2 separate regions of the Mus musculus genome follow, and region 1 is linked to region 2. The links are chromatin contacts, called in public Hi-C maps. All regions are on one chromosome and are shown on one strand. Each heading gives the region's core, a stretch centred on a gene start, on an enhancer-like site or on the middle of the called end of the contact. The rest is flanking DNA. Distances are from core to core; before and after follow the strand shown. Region 1 has its middle 47 kb from the start of 1700025H01Rik. Region 2 has its middle 86 kb from the start of Gm46567.

Region 1 (7,426 bases), core at 2,525-5,024, 420 kb before region 2:
AAAATCTCATTGTGTAAGCTGTAATGTGTCATGGTGTGTCCCACAGAATACTTTTTTTGTCCATACTTATTTGCTCACAAATGTTGACTATCACAAGTAGGCTTGGCAAAGGCCTCCCTAAGGTAGTGGTACCTGAGCCAAGAGTCAAAGCATTCGGGGAAGAGCTTTCTGTGTAAAGGGAAATTCTGGAGTCAGATCCAACTTGAGGATTTTAGGGATGACCTATGTGTATTGAAAGTGGTGAGCACTGGGATGTTTTGTAGGGAGGAGGTGGGAAATCCCATGATGTATGGTGTTGTAAGCAGTGAATAGACATTAGATTTCATTCTAAGTTATATAGAAAGGTGTTGGAGCAATATCAAGAAGGCTGTAGGAGGAACCAGGAAGACCGTCTATTTGTGTTTGCTGGGGGAGGGGGTAGCTGTAAGGTCAAGATATGGGACTGTAAAGATAATGATTGAAGATTGGATGTACTTTGATAGTGGAGCTTGTAGAACCTGTTGGTGGACTGACTGTAACATGCAAGAATAAAAAATGAATCAAATATTATTCCTGGATTCTGGGCTGAGCAAGCAGGCATATACTAACTGGTATTAGTTATAAAACTGTGAAGTATTTGCTGGGACAAGGAGTAACATTTTAGAGATGATCAGAGTTCTCTTTGGATTTTACCTCTGAGCTGAACCCGGGTTTACCAGTTCTTTTAGACTGCTGTAACGAAACAGAGGACTGGGTGACTTAAACACAGTGCAGCTTTCTCACCATTCTGGGGGCAGGGAGTCCAGCTATAGACTCAGTGTCACAAGACCCCACTAGACTCAGTGTTTGTCCCCATCCACTTCCTTGTAAACAGGCTCCTGGCTCCAGCTTCATGTGTCCAACGGGCTGAGGGAGCTTTCTTAAGCATCCTTTATTAAACAAACAAACAAACAAACAAACAAACAAACAAACACAAAGAACAAAAAGTCACCAGTGTAATTCATGGGATCGCACTCATCACAGCTGTTTCCCCTAAGCCCTAACTTGAGGGTTAGTGTATTAGTCTGGGATCTCTAGAGGAATGCAACTTATAGGATCTGTCTGTCTGTCTGTCTGTCTGTCTGTCTAGGGGGATTTATTAGAACCGTTTACACGCTGTGGTCCAGATACTCCAGGAATGGTTGTCTACCTATGGAAGGTCCAAGAATCTAGTAGGTTTTTTTAGTTCATGGGATGGGATGTCTTAGTTGGTCCTCAGTGTGCTCTGAAATCCCAAAGAAGGCTCTAATACCAATGAAGGAGTGGATTTGTCAATGAAAGAGAATAAGCAGGCAAAGAGAACGTGAGCTTCCTTCTTCCATGTCCTTTCTATAGGCTGCCAACAGAAGGTGGGGCCCATATTAAAGGTGGATCTTCCCACCTCAAAAGGTCCAGATTAGAAGTGAGTCTCTCCACTACAAAAGATTTAATTAAGAGGGGAAAAAATCCTTCACAGATATGCCCAGCCATTTAGGTTTTAGTTAATTCCAAATGTAGTCAAGTTGACACCAGAAAATAGCCATCACAGTTAGCATGGTAACATTTAAATGAGAGGAAGAAATCAGTATTTAGCTCCTTGCATGTCCTGGCCATCACTAGGTTTCCTGATCTCTCTACTACTTATTCGTCAAAACTATATTTCCTGAGACCCGCCATACCCAGTTTTCAGGGAGAGCAGCACAGGAGAAACCAAACACAGAAAAGACACCGACTGCAGCTAAATCCTAAGCCAGAACCAGAAGCTCTGAGAGGTTCTCCTATGTGTTGGACACACACACAATAGCCCAAGCACATCCCCAGCACTGCAGTGTTCCAGCTTAATTGGAGAGTGTAGGCAGAGAACTGCGAGCCATAAATTCATTCAAGATGCACTTTGTGGGTGCCTGCATAGTTCAGGCACTGTGCTAAATGTGCTCTGTGTGTGTGTGTGTGTGTGTGTGTGTGTGTGTGTGTGTGTGTGTACAGAGACAAAACACATTTTTCATCCCTCAAACTTCCTTCACATGGAGAGAGGTGGGCAAGCAAATGCTTCCATCCCAGGGTAGTAAAGAAGGAACCCTAAAGAGGTAGATATGTATATGTGGCAGGGGCTGCTGCCCCCACTAGGGGAGGTCACTTAGAAGAGCTCTTGACTTGGCTGTGTCTTGAAGGATGAAACGGACTAATAATAATAATAATAATAATAATGATAATAGCCACAACAACAACGATGAAGCCGCTCCTGGTCAAGGGGACAGCAGGAACAGACAGAGTGAGGGTCAGGAGAGAACAGAGCTGAGGGACCTGCAGGGAAGGGAGCCCCTCAGAGTGCTCAGTGAGGAGTCAATGCAGGCCGGGCATAGCTATATACTTTATATAGCTTTTTATACTGCTGCATGCATAGCTTTAACTGGCTGTTGAGACGGATGTGCACACACACACACACACACACACACATACACACACACACACAAACGTGGCATATGTAGGGGTATAGAACAGAGGCTGACAAGGGAGAGAGAGGACATGGGAGCAGGAAATGAGAGACAAGGGAGTTGGGTGAGGGTAGGCCTCTGGGGTCTGCTATGGGGTCTGCTACAGGATGGGGTCTGCTATGTTGCAGATCTGTGTGATTGGGAAAATTTTCCCCAGGGAGGAGGTAGAGAAGAGACAAGGAGAAGTCAGACCCAACTTAGATCACAGGGCAAGGCTGCCTGTGGTTACATTAGAAGCAGAGTGGTCTTTTATCCTCCCAGTGACAGTGAGTTTTATTTATTTATTTATTTATTATTGTTATTATTGTTGTTATTTATTTATGTGTATGTGTGTGATGTGTGTTGTGTGTGTTGTGTATATACATTGTGGGTGGGTGTGCATGCCTGTACACACACACACACACACACACACACACACACACACACACACACACACACGGAGGCTACAGAGGGATGCCAGATGTCTTCCTCTATTGCTTCTGCCTCACTGCATTGAGGCAAGGTCTCTCACTGAATGGGAAGCTCATCTTTTTGCCTAGGCTGCCTAGCCCAGCCAGTGAGCTCTCAAGAGTTTCCCAGTGCTGGGGTTAAAGGTATGTGTAGCCCATGCTTGGCTTTTGATGCAGCAATGGGAACTTGAACACTGGTCCTTCCTGCTTATAGAGCCATGTACTCATACCCACTGAGCCATCTTCCCAGCCCCAACCTACCCCATTGTAAGGTAAGGAAACAACGAGCCAGAGTGGTTGGTTGCCGTGGCTGGCTGTGCAGGTGGGCTTCTGTACTTTAGGTTTGGCTTACTGCCTTTGGTCCGATATAACCCTTCTGTTGTGGGTTAGAACTCAGACAACAACCTTTACCCCTGAAAAGGGACCTGGGCATTATACTGACCCCCCCCCCCCCCCCCCCCAGGAATAGGAACAAATGTAAGGTTAGGCCACAGCTGGTAACAGGATGGGTTCTGTCACCCAGCCTAGCAGCCCCTCCCTGAGCAGTGTGAGCCTTCCTCCCCTGAGACTCACTGCCCCACCTTCCCCACGCCCCAGCACGCCTGACAGCCGCCAAACTCATCACCTCTGAGATCAGAAAGGCTTGCAAGTAGACACTAGTGGTCTTGGGCTGAGGAAACACACAGGAGAGCAATTAAGGCCGCACGTGGTTGTGAGCCGCCTCTGGTGGTTTGCAGCTGCAGAAAGCCCTGACTCCCCTGGGCTCCGCACTCGCTTGCCCGCTTTCTCTCGCTGGGGCTGCCTGTCTGTACTTCCCATCCTGACCAGGACCAATTAGATCCCCATGTGTGCTGCAGGCGTGAAAAAAAAAATAGAAAGTGAGTAATCCTTCATGCGCCTCTGCGTGGCACAGCTTTGATCCTCGTGGCGCGGTGGCCCCGTTCCATCAGAAAATGCGTCTGTCTCGGGTTCTTTTCTTTTCTCTTTCTCTCTCTTTTTTTTTTCCTGTTAACCCAATTTCTTTTTTTTTTTTTTTTCAAAATGACATGAACCTCCACCCAGAGACCTGTGAAATGACCACCATCCATCTTCAGACCCTTCTGATCAAAGCTGGGTTGGATTTTTTTTTCCTTTGTCGCGTTTTTTTTTTTTTTTTTTTTAGACTTTCGCTACAGTCAGTCCCTCCTAAGGTTGGTTTGCCGCCAGTGTTTCCAGGCTGAAATAAAAAGGAATCGTCTATTAATATCAGCTTTGGGCAACAAGGCCACCATTGTTTGCTTCATTTGGGAGTATCTACAGTCTGGGTTGGGAGTGGAGGGGTGGAGAGATTAGATAAGCAGTTTCAAAACTAAGGAGGGACGAGGGGCGTTAACTGGTGTCTTTCAAAGTTGTGACCAGTCTCATTAAATAGCTGCAGATTCAAATATTTGGGAACTGTTTGATTTTGAAAGTGCTGTAGTCCTCCAGGCCTCTCTGGTATGAAGGCCTGTTTCAAGCTGACAAATAAGGTGGTGTGTCATTTCTGTGGCCGGTGGCCTATGGAGCTAGGTAGTGGAAGAGGAGGTGACAGAGATCTGGGGTGTTGCAGAGGAGGAAATGGAGTTAAGGGTGGTGGGGATGGTGGGGTGTGGAGGAGACAGCAGGTGGAATAAGAACGGGGAGGTGTTTGTGGAGAAGTGGGAGCGGGTCTAGTGGAGGGGAGAAGAAGGGGAAGGATGGAGGGGTGCAGGTGACAGAGGAGGGGTGCAGGTGACAGAGGAGGGGTGCTGGTGACAGAGGAGGGGTGCAGGTGACAGAGGAGGGGTGCAGGTGACAGAGGAGGGGTGCTGGTGACAGAGGAGGGATGCAGATGACAGAGGAGGGGTGCTGGTGACAGAGGAGGGGTGCTGGTGACAGAGGAGGGGTACAGGTGACAGAGGAGGGGTGCTGGTGACAGAGGAGGGGTGCTGGTGACAGAGGAGGGGTGCTGGTGACAGAGGAGGGGTACAGGTGACATGGAGGGGTGCTGGTGACAGTGGCCAAGCTGGTATAGTAAGGTGGCAGGGACATGATTGAGGGGTGTAGATGGCAGTGGAGAAATCACCACCTATACATGGAAAGGGTGAATAATAGTCAAGGGATGAAGTCTGAGCGCACAAACGGTATATGAGTTACTTCCTGTTGGTGTGAAAAAGTACTGACTAAAACCGGCTTGGAAAAGAAAGGGTTTATCACACTTCCATGTCACAGTCTATCACTGAGAGATCTAGGAACAGAAACTCAAGCAAGAACTTGTAGACAAGAACTGAAGCAGGCATTGCAGAATTGCTGCTTACTGGCTGGCTTGCTGCTTACTTGCTTTCCATGGCTTGCTGAGCCTGCTTTATTAGACAGCTCAGGACCACATACCCAGGGGTGCCACTGCCCATGGTGGCCTGGCTCCTCCCACATCATCAATCAATCAAGGAAGTGCCCACAGGCCATTCTGACGAGGAGGCATGTATTAGGCACTTTCCAGTTGCTGGGTGATCAAACACCATGACTTATAAAGGAAAGTCTTTTATTGGGTTTATGGTTCCAGAGGGCTATAGTCTGAGATGGCAGAGGGAAGGCATGGTGACAGGGACAGTTGAGAGCTCACATCTCAAACTGCAAGCAGGAGGCAGAGGGCACAGTAGGAATGCAGGGGTCTTTGGAAACCTCAAAGCCCACCTCCAGTGACACACCTCCTCCAACAAGGCCACACCTTCTAGCAAGTCTGCAACCATATAAACCTATAGGGATCACCCTCATTCAAACCACCACAAAGCAACTTCTCCATTGAGATTTTCTCTTGCCAGGTGACTCTAGTTTGTGTCAAGTTGACAAAAGTTTGCACAAGGGGGGAAATGAAAGCACTAGAGAGTTACTGAAAACCAGGAGTTGCTGTCCCCTCTGACTAGACAATGGAGAAGAATCTAAAGTTGATGGCAGAATGTCCCATTTACATAGGGATATGCATATGTCTTCTCTGGGACCACTGGGGCTGGGCCATTACCGCTCCGTCTGAAGCTGATTTGGATAGCATTTGCTGGGGACAGGTACCTCCAGGCATGAGTCCATATCACCCCAGCTGTTGACTCATTCATTCTGGTGTATCTCCCTGAGAGAGTGGGTAGGAGAGCAGGAGAGTCGCCCAGACCACCCACACTGAATGTGCCTGGGGTTTCTGAGTAGCCCACTGGTGTGGTTTAAATAGAAATGGCCCTCTTAGGCTCATATATTTGAATACCTGGTCATCAGGGAGTAGTAGTGCTACTTGACAGGACTAGGGGGCGTGGCCTTATTGGAATTGGTGTGGCCTTGTTGAAGGAAATGGTCACTAGGGGTGGGCTTGAAGGTCTCAGATGCTCAAGCCACGCCCGGTGTGGCAATTCTTTTGTGGCTGCCTGTGGACCAAGACACAGAATTCTCAGCTCCTTCTCCCGCACCATGTCTATCTGCATGCCACCTTGTTTCCCATCATTTAGTCCACAATGGACTAAACTGAAATGTAGGCCAGCCCCAGTTAAATGATTGTCTTTATAGGAGTTGCTGTGGTCACAGTGTCTCTTCACAGCAATAGAAACCCTAACTAAGACACCGCCTGATCCAGTAAGAAACATGCACTGGGAGTCGGTGCTGGCCCTGCTTCTGCAAAGCTGAGTGACTTTGATTGGAGCATTTTTCCTTTCAGCCCCCCCACCCCCCAATCTCCATTGCTCAAAGTAAGCTCATTCTATCTGAGATGTTGTATAAGCTCTGACATCCTGTTTCAGCTTTGGAGAATCTAGTGATGTCACTGGAGCTCTGCCTGAGGTCTTTTCTCCTTTACAGAGTTCTGGTTTCCATTGCTTCTGCCTGGTCCTTGTCTGAAGGTCTCTACTTGCCCTTTGGCATTGTTGGATAATGGGTCGGGGTGGACCCCATCACCCCAGTGCCCACTACTCTCCAGCGATAACAGAAACAGAAGCTAATGAATTCTTGCTCTAGAGGAAAGGTTTCAAGTTTTGAGTAAGGGCTCCAAGGTGGACTGTTACCAGCTGTGAACGCACACTGGGTAATATGAGGAGTGCTGGCAAAAGCCACTGAATAAATCCAAGTGATCTACCAGAGAAAGCTAGTGAGCAGCTGGCACCAGAGCAGGAAAGCTGGCACAGCAGAGGAAGCAGAGGTCCTGCAGCAAACTAATTCCCTGCTACCGAAAGTGAGCTAGTCACAGTCTCTCTGGCATCCGGTGCTCCGTGTCCCAAAGCCAAGGAGAAGATTTTAAAGGATCAGAAAGATTTTTGTCCCTTTGGACCTGAAATTGGACCCAAGGAGTTACAAGGCGAATTGCTGCTCATAAACACTTCCAATTTAAATTTACTTCTATCAGACTGCAGTGATGTGTTTCCAATTAGAGGTTGGGGCTGGGGTGTAGCTTAGTGGTAGAGCGTATACCTCGTCTTTGGCCATACTACCCTGAAAGTGCCTGGTCTTATATGA
Region 2 (7,542 bases), core at 2,449-4,948:
TGTGCATGTGCGTGTGTAAAGACATAGTGCTTTGACATTTGTGAAGAGGAGAGAGGGACTGGCAACACACAGACATATCCCTGGGTTCCCAGAAAAGCACACTTCCATAGTGTACCGTAAGCAGTACATTATTGGGACAAGGTGGTAAGGGGTTGGAAAAAAAGTTCCTGCTTTATACCCTTCATCTACCTTCATTGTAATAAACACATAATAAATACAATTTAGTTACAAATGTAATAAAAAACAGAATACTATAATGTAATGTCTGGGTCAGTGGTTCCGAGGCGCTGGAGAATATTAGCTGTGACATGAGGGGATCATCTCAAAAGCAGGTCAGCAACACAGCTGGTGGTTCTGATTCTTTGATCTCAGCCTGGTCATCTCCTGCTACCCAAAGCCCTCCCAGGAGCCAAGGGTGGTACAGATCTAGGGGTCACAACTTTGTGTTACCTCTTCAAGTACAAGCTGAAGTGCACAGGTGCCTGCTGGCATGGGATGCTCCTCAGGCAAAGCAATCGAAAACGCTGATAGATTCCAGTCTTGGACCAACCAGAGGGTATCACAGAACCTGTCACGATGGGCTTGTCAGAAAGCACTGAAGGCATCAAATGTGTTCCTGTGGAGTCCTGAAGAGCCTGAAGAGCCAGAGACCAGCTATGGAACACAGAAGGCACAGTAGGAAAGCCCAAGTAGAATGTGTGTGTGTGCCCTACGTGTTAAAGACATAAGTCTCCTTACCACCCATGATTGCGGTGGGGTGGGGGCGTCTAGCACTCAGCAAACACTGCAGAACTTCCCAAGCTTCTCCTATGCACATTTCCTGTCACAGCAAGTATATTGGTTCAAGGTGGTCCCGTGGATGAAAACAAACGCGAGCCCCAGTGAAGAAACCATCTCAGGGATTGACCCCTTTAGGGACAGATCCCTACCCCTCTCTCCTCTGGCCACCAGAGGTGGTGCCTCCTGGGGGTCTCAAAGCTCACCAGGGTTCAAAGCACTCAGACAGGTGTCAGACATCCTCCCTCTTGGCCCTTCCAGCCCTCACTGCTCTCTGTCCCTGTCTCCCTTGCAGGCAGACTGCAGCTCAATTAGGAAGGCATTCCCAGACCTCTCTGGGACTGGCACGGCCACATTGTTTGCATTCCCTGCCTATGGCTGCAGCTCCCGAGCCAGGAGGCATGCAGATGCAGTCTGTCTGCATCAGACTCTTATCTATTTCTGAGAAAGGACAGGTCTTTTAAGTCACACTTCCAGACCCGCGACGACAATCAGGATGATCAGTAAAGTGTCTTCTGGGCATGACAGTCCTTCATGGGACTCTTTGGGTGGTATTCTAGGCCCATGGGGACTCCATGTTAACTGATTTCTAGTCCATGCTCACTCAGGAGGTAGCCACTGACAAGCAGGGATGGGGTGGATGTGGGTGGTGAAATGCGCTTTTGCACTGGGACAGTGGAAGATGTCAGAAGGGCTCGGTGTGCAACAGAGGGGCTGGATGACACTAAGAAAGTCCCCATGGGTTTTAGACAATGGTTATGGTAAAGAAAAAACAGTCTTTGTTGGCTGGTGTGAAGGTCTCTTTAATACCACACGGGGGGTGGGGAGGGGGCACAGTCGTAGGTGGTTTGGTGTGGGATGATGGGATGACATGATGTCGGGAATTTGCCATAAAACATTCCAGAGAAGGCTGAGGGGTAGACTGATTACCATAATTACTGAGCTGGTGAGCCCGTAAGTGGGTTGTTATATCATTCTTTATACTCTTGTATCTGCTTAGAATTTTTCAGGATAAAAAGTTATTTCTAAAAAAGGATCTGAACGACTAATAATTCACAAATCATAAAATCCGGGATGGTGCTGAGCAGCAGCCGAGGTTGCCATGGGTTAACATTTTTGTCAGATGAGTGATAGGGACAGGCAGGATTTGGGAGCTCTTGGCTTTGTTTGTTTGTCTTCATACCAGCGAAAGCATTCCCCCCCCACACAGGGTGTGATCCACCCTCGCCTCAGACACCCCTCAATGTGGGGCTTTCTGGCTGCCAGAGTTGAAGCTGTCCTGGCCCTGACCAGACCCACCCTGAGGCTCAGCCCAACCCCACCCCCACCACTGCCCCTTTTCCTCCCATCCAGTCCAGTTCTCCAAGCCGTCTGGAGAAAATTATCCAAACCCCACGTAGAAAATTTAAGACCTTGGCAGTCGTCCCATAGATGACTCCCAAATTATGCCATTCCAAAGGTGGGGGGGGGGGGGGAAGGCCAGAAGTTCAGAACCTAGGTGCCCATTGTGTTGTCTGAGAGCTGTGAGCGCCACCTGCTGGCAGAGACTGGCAGAAAGGGACGCCAAAGATGGCCAGGAATTCATCCAAAACAGGGCTAAGTCTGTCAGATCTCTCATACTAGAGAGGATTCACTGATTAGCAGAAAGAGAACTGAGATAGAGGGTGTGTGCATGTGCATGTGCATGTTCATGTGGGTGTGCGTGAGCACTGGGACTTGTGTGTCTGTAGATTTATACATGAGGACTGACCACATGCTGAGCTGTGTGTGCTGGGACGTGCATTGGGATGATGTGGCTTCGCTCCAGAGTGAAGACAGTAAATAAGAAAATCCAGCTGAGCTGTATCCCTCCAAAGGAAGTTTCCGGATATCCACTCATCATTAATATCCAGCCCAGGCATGAGATATATGGATCTCAGTAATTGGAGTTTTCACGAGGGGAAAGTAAGGCCGGCAACATACTCAAAGCCCATCCTGAAAACAACAGGTTCCCTGAGGAGTTAGGGCACCTGGGGATAAAGATCTTGTGAGTTGATGAGTTCATCTTTTCTGTTTTGCAGAGAAGGAACCAAAAGTTTAATTAAAAAAAGAAAAAATACAAGAGGAAATATGTCTACATCCTTGTTAAGAGTTTTTTTCCACCATGAGTTCTGGTAACCAGTCTCCTCCACCAGTACAACCCAGCACATGCACCAGGAGGCTACTGGGGCTTCTGCCCTGTCCTGCCCTGCCCTGCCCTGCCCTGCCCAGCCCAGCCCAGCCCAGCCCAGCCCAGCCCAGCCCAGCCCTGCCCCATCTTTACCTCACCTTTTCTATTTTTCTCTCCCAAAAAGCATTTCCTGCGTCATAAATCTTGAGAAACTTATTGGTTTCCTGAGGCATCCCTTAGTCCAAAGATGTGGCTTCACAGCCCAGACCAGGAACCACCCTGAGGCTAGGGCTCTACTGTGGGAGCAAAGTCTCTCCTAGAAGGTGGTGGGAGGACACTAGCCCTCCACCTGTCTCTGAGGGCTCACAGGCACTGAAAACTTTCCCAGGCTTCCTGCAAACATTGCCAAAACCCCCAGCTTGGATGCCGGCCGAGGGTGACTACCCAGGGGGGGTGCAGCACAAAGTGGAGAGAGGACTCAAGTGGGGCTCCATCTCAGAAGCAACGCAGGGATCAGAATCTCCCTACTGCTTCTGTCCATTTCTTCTCTCTGAAATGACAGGCTTCTTTTGTCTTCTCCCTCTCAGGTGGAGCAGCAAGCCAGTCTTCCTTCTGCAAGCTCATCCCAGAAACTCACCAGAACAACTCTCTGGGGCTTTAAGCTCCTTGTGACTGCATCGACTGCTTTCTCACATGCGCGCTAAGCTATGCCTTGTCCTTGTCTCTAACCACACCAGCCCCATGCCTGAGTGGATGCCAATCCAACTGTCACTTCCTGCTTCCTAACCTCAAATGTTGATTCCTCTACCTGTGTGCTCCAATAGTTACTTTTGTTGTAGAGGCCTTCCTCAAATGGCACCTTTTCCCGGAAGTGTCTAGAAATAGTCCCGTTCTAAACTCAACAGAATCCCCTCTGGGTCTCCTGGGGTTTATTTGGCTTATGCCTTTTCTGAGCTTTGCGGGCTGCTGCAGTTTGCACCTGTTTGTGCCCATTGATGGTTCCCCTCTCTAGGGTTCTGAGCGCCAGAGGGCAAGTGTAGCACCTACAACATCCTGCCCTTCTTCACCTCCCACCCATGCACTCAGAGACCCAGCGTAGTTTCCAGTGGAGAGGAATTTCTTAGGGAACATGGGTACGAGTGAAGTCCCAAATGACTTGTGAGTTCTACTGTATAATCCAGTATTTTGGTTTCTGCAGTCTTGACTGTCCTTCCCAAAGGCCAGTGAACCCAAATGAACAACATACCATTGAGAGACAAACGTTTCACTGTCAGTGTACTTAGACACAAAGCCCCGGTGTTCCAGAGGCAGGATAGCTGTGGCCACTCTAGGTCCTGATCACACCCATTGTGGGGATGCAGACTCGGTGCCCATCTGTCTCTGGAAAGGACTCACTCTGGAGCCTAAGACTAACACTGAGAAGAAAGGCATCTAGGCAGGTCACACCTGGAGAGCCCCAGGAAACAAGACACAACCTGCCAGGTCCCCATTGCTCAGGAGTCCTTGAAACTTGGGTGCATAGGTGACAGCAGGTACAGAGACTCTGTGTGATCAGAGCTCAGGTCATAGTGAGTTCCTTTCTCATCTGCATGATGTCCTTGTTAAAGGACACTTTCAGATCTTCCCATCTGACTGAGACTACAGCCAGCAAGCAGAGTGCTTCCAGCAAAGACCTTCCCAGAGAGCGACCTTCATCCACAGCACAGTTAAGTCCTTCACAGTTGTGTGGATGCCAGAGAGTCCTGGTCATCCAGCGGTCTTACTGAGCATCAATAACAAATAGATGATTATATTAAGAACTTCCAGCCACTGTGACCTTTCGAGGTTATTGAGAGTTGTCAATTCACATGTGGAGGAAATGAGACATGAAAAAAAAATACATTTATTTGGATGAAGGTTTTACTTCTTAGAAAAATTTTGTGTATTTTTTTTTCTGGTTCTCTGAGGGATAGACAGTCATTATAACTAAATATTGGAAAAATCAAAAACTTTAATGAAGGAAAAAAAGTGCCTTGACTCTTACTATCCAAAAACCCCGTAGGTTCCCAATATCTTTACTTGAACGTGTTTTCTTTGGCTTATTTTTACAAAACTATCGTATGAGAGCTCTTGCTTAGAGACCCTGAACTCTTGCACATACGGTACCATGAACCCCTCTCCACGCCTACAATAGGCTACTCTGCAATTATTAATATGCTCCTATAATCCTAACATATACACATACTGTATTTCATTTCACCGAGCCCTCATGATTTCAGAAATACCCTGTTTTCATGCTTTTTATTTTAATGTCTCCGGATGGTGTTTCTACGTTTAGACTTGCCAAAGGATGCTCACCCTCTGCAGACTGCTGGTGCTGGCCCTTGCAATGACCGAACTACCCAGCTTGCCCCTCACTCCTGACGCATCAGCTGAAGGATGGGATGCCAAACCTGAAGGGACCCTACCTACATAATAAAGTTTACAGTGCCTCTGACAGATGGGAAGACAGAAGTCTGTAAAGGGCAAGGGGCTTTCTGCAATTCCAAAGGTGAGCTGGTGGGTGGCAAAGTGAGCGCTGCAGTGTTGGTGGCTACCTGCCCAGCAGGCTTCTCTACAGTCCACTGCCTCCCTTCAACCCGGGACCCTGAATTACATTGCTTGGAGGCACGCTTGGCAGGCTGTCACTCCTCTACGCAGCCAACACTGGGCATTTCCTGAGCTGGCATCTGCACTAGATAAAAGTCTGGGCTGGATGCCTTGATGCATTCAATACAGCCAGAGTCAACCAGGGCACCAACTATCCATTTTCTTCCCAGAGATTTGAAGAGGGTTCAAATCTTGGTTTTTAAGGGGAGACATCAAGAACAGGCAGTACAGTGGGAGCCCCCTGAGAACTGGGAGTTGGGGGGAGATTGAGGTGAAGTGGCTTGCAGGTTCGGAACTTTAAATGTTGTTATGAAATGAATGGCAGAGCCCCTGCTCCCCACCTCAGGCTGAATGGGGCAAGCTTCCATCTTGGCTGTGTGTGGCTCCTCAGGTACTGGAGCCAAATAACGTGTGCCTGGCCTAGGTAAGTGCCCCACAGCTCTGGAGAAAGCCTTCTGGTGGGGACTGAGCAGGCTGGGGAGGCCCTGCTTATGCTAACAAGGCACTAAATTAGGGCATTACACGCCTCATTTAGCACGACTGTGCAAAACCTAAAAGTACTAATAAATTTTCCTTCTGGGGTCAAGAATCATAAAAGGATAGATGATCAACCATTAATTAGCGGGGCAATTACAGCCTGCCAGCTTCTGTTCTATCTCTGTCTTCTCTCAAATGGCACAATTTGTTCCAAATGCTTTTTGCAAGCAGTCTTTCTTAGGGTTGGGGGTGAGGTGGCTTTAGCCAGGAGAGGGGCTCCTACTTTTCAGCTCTTGCCTGGATGTAAATGTTCTAGAAGATCAGCCCTGGGCATTTGATCAAAAGGAAAGCTGTTTCCCTTCATGCATTCGCTCCCTGCCCTCCCTCCGCCCCTCAAAGCCTGAATGCAAACCATAGGGCATCACTTATAGAAAAGGACAGCCATCACTCTGGGGTTCTAGGGACACCTGGACTTTGTTCAGTCTTGCAAAGCAGAGAGTCTCTTCTCTGAGTCCACTAGAAATTCATAGTTACACAGTATGGAAAGCTGGATGAGGGTCTTGTAATTCTTAGTTGGAAGTCTTTTTTTTTTTTTTTTTTAAAGATTTATTTATTATTATATGTAAGTACACTGTAGCTGTCTTCAGACACACCAGAAGAGGGAGTCAGATCTTGTTACGGATGGTTATGAGCCACCATGTGGTTGCTGGGATTTGAACTCTGGACCTTCGGAAGAGCAATCGGGTGCTCTTACCCACTGAGCCATCTCACCAGCCCTAGTTGGAAGTCTTAAACATGCCAGTTTCCATGCCAGCTTTGGTGGTCTTTATAAGTGCTGAGTATAAAGTGAAATGTTGGTTAAGAATCATGGGGCCTGACCAGGGGCTGGTGGTTCACGAATTTAACCCCAGAACTCTGGAGGCAGAGGCAGGGGATATCTGTGAGTTCGAGGCCAGCCTAGTCTGCAGAATGAATTCTAGGGCATCCAAGGCTACACAGAGAAATCTTGTCTCAAAAAACAAAAACAAACAAACAAACAACAAACAAAACAACAAAACCCATAGATAGATAGATAGATAGATAGATAGATAGATAGATAGATAGATAGGTAGGTAGATAGATAGATAGATAGATAGATAGATAGATAGATAGATAGATAGATAAATCATGGGGCCAGAGGGGCCATAGTGGTACAAGCCTTTAATCCCAGCAGCAGGAAGAAGAGGCAAGTGGATCTCTAAGTTCGAAACCAGCCTAGTAGTCCACAGAGCAAGTTCCAGGACAGCCAGAGCTGCTGGGAGAAACCCTGTCTCAAAAAACAAAAAACAAAAGCAAACAGAAGAATCACGGAACCTGTGAGATGGCTCAGCAGGTAAAGATGCTTGCCGGCAGACCTGACCTGAGTTTAATCCCTGAGACCCACATGGTAGAAAGGGAGAATTGACCCCTGAAAGATGTCCTCTGATGTCCACATATGTGCTGTGGCACTCACCATCCTTAACTAACTAAAT

What was found. A called contact is a pair of places that touch in the nucleus more often than the background predicts.
Region 1: a Hi-C map of pre-B cells shows a contact between it and region 2, with 2.0 times the contacts expected there. The contact joins two enhancer-like sites. A contact is called at or near these places in 2 of 15 datasets of contacts at CTCF or cohesin (large pre-B cells and pro-B cells), 5 of 484 Hi-C or Micro-C datasets (the C10 cell line, bone marrow-derived macrophages, cerebral cortex and 2 more), 11 of 115 datasets of contacts at active chromatin or transcription factors (embryonic basal ganglia, embryonic forebrain, embryonic hindbrain and 8 more) and 2 of 9 other capture datasets (embryonic stem cells and embryonic trunk).

Annotation. Positions count from the first base shown.
Region 1 is chr16:30,141,904-30,149,329 of GRCm38.p6, reverse strand. No RefSeq gene overlaps it. Among named protein-coding and RNA genes, the nearest start is that of 1700025H01Rik, 47 kb to the left of the region's middle. Within about 2 kb of position 3,774, at least 66 of the 459 cell types and tissues checked have an H3K27ac peak or open chromatin away from gene starts, as enhancers often do. A contact at or near this core is called in pre-B cells and pro-B cells, where this site is marked.
Region 2 is chr16:29,723,822-29,731,363 of GRCm38.p6, reverse strand. No RefSeq gene overlaps it. Among named protein-coding and RNA genes, the nearest start is that of Gm46567, 86 kb to the left of the region's middle. Within about 2 kb of position 3,698, at least 24 of the 459 cell types and tissues checked have an H3K27ac peak or open chromatin away from gene starts, as enhancers often do. A contact at or near this core is called in pre-B cells and pro-B cells, where this site is marked.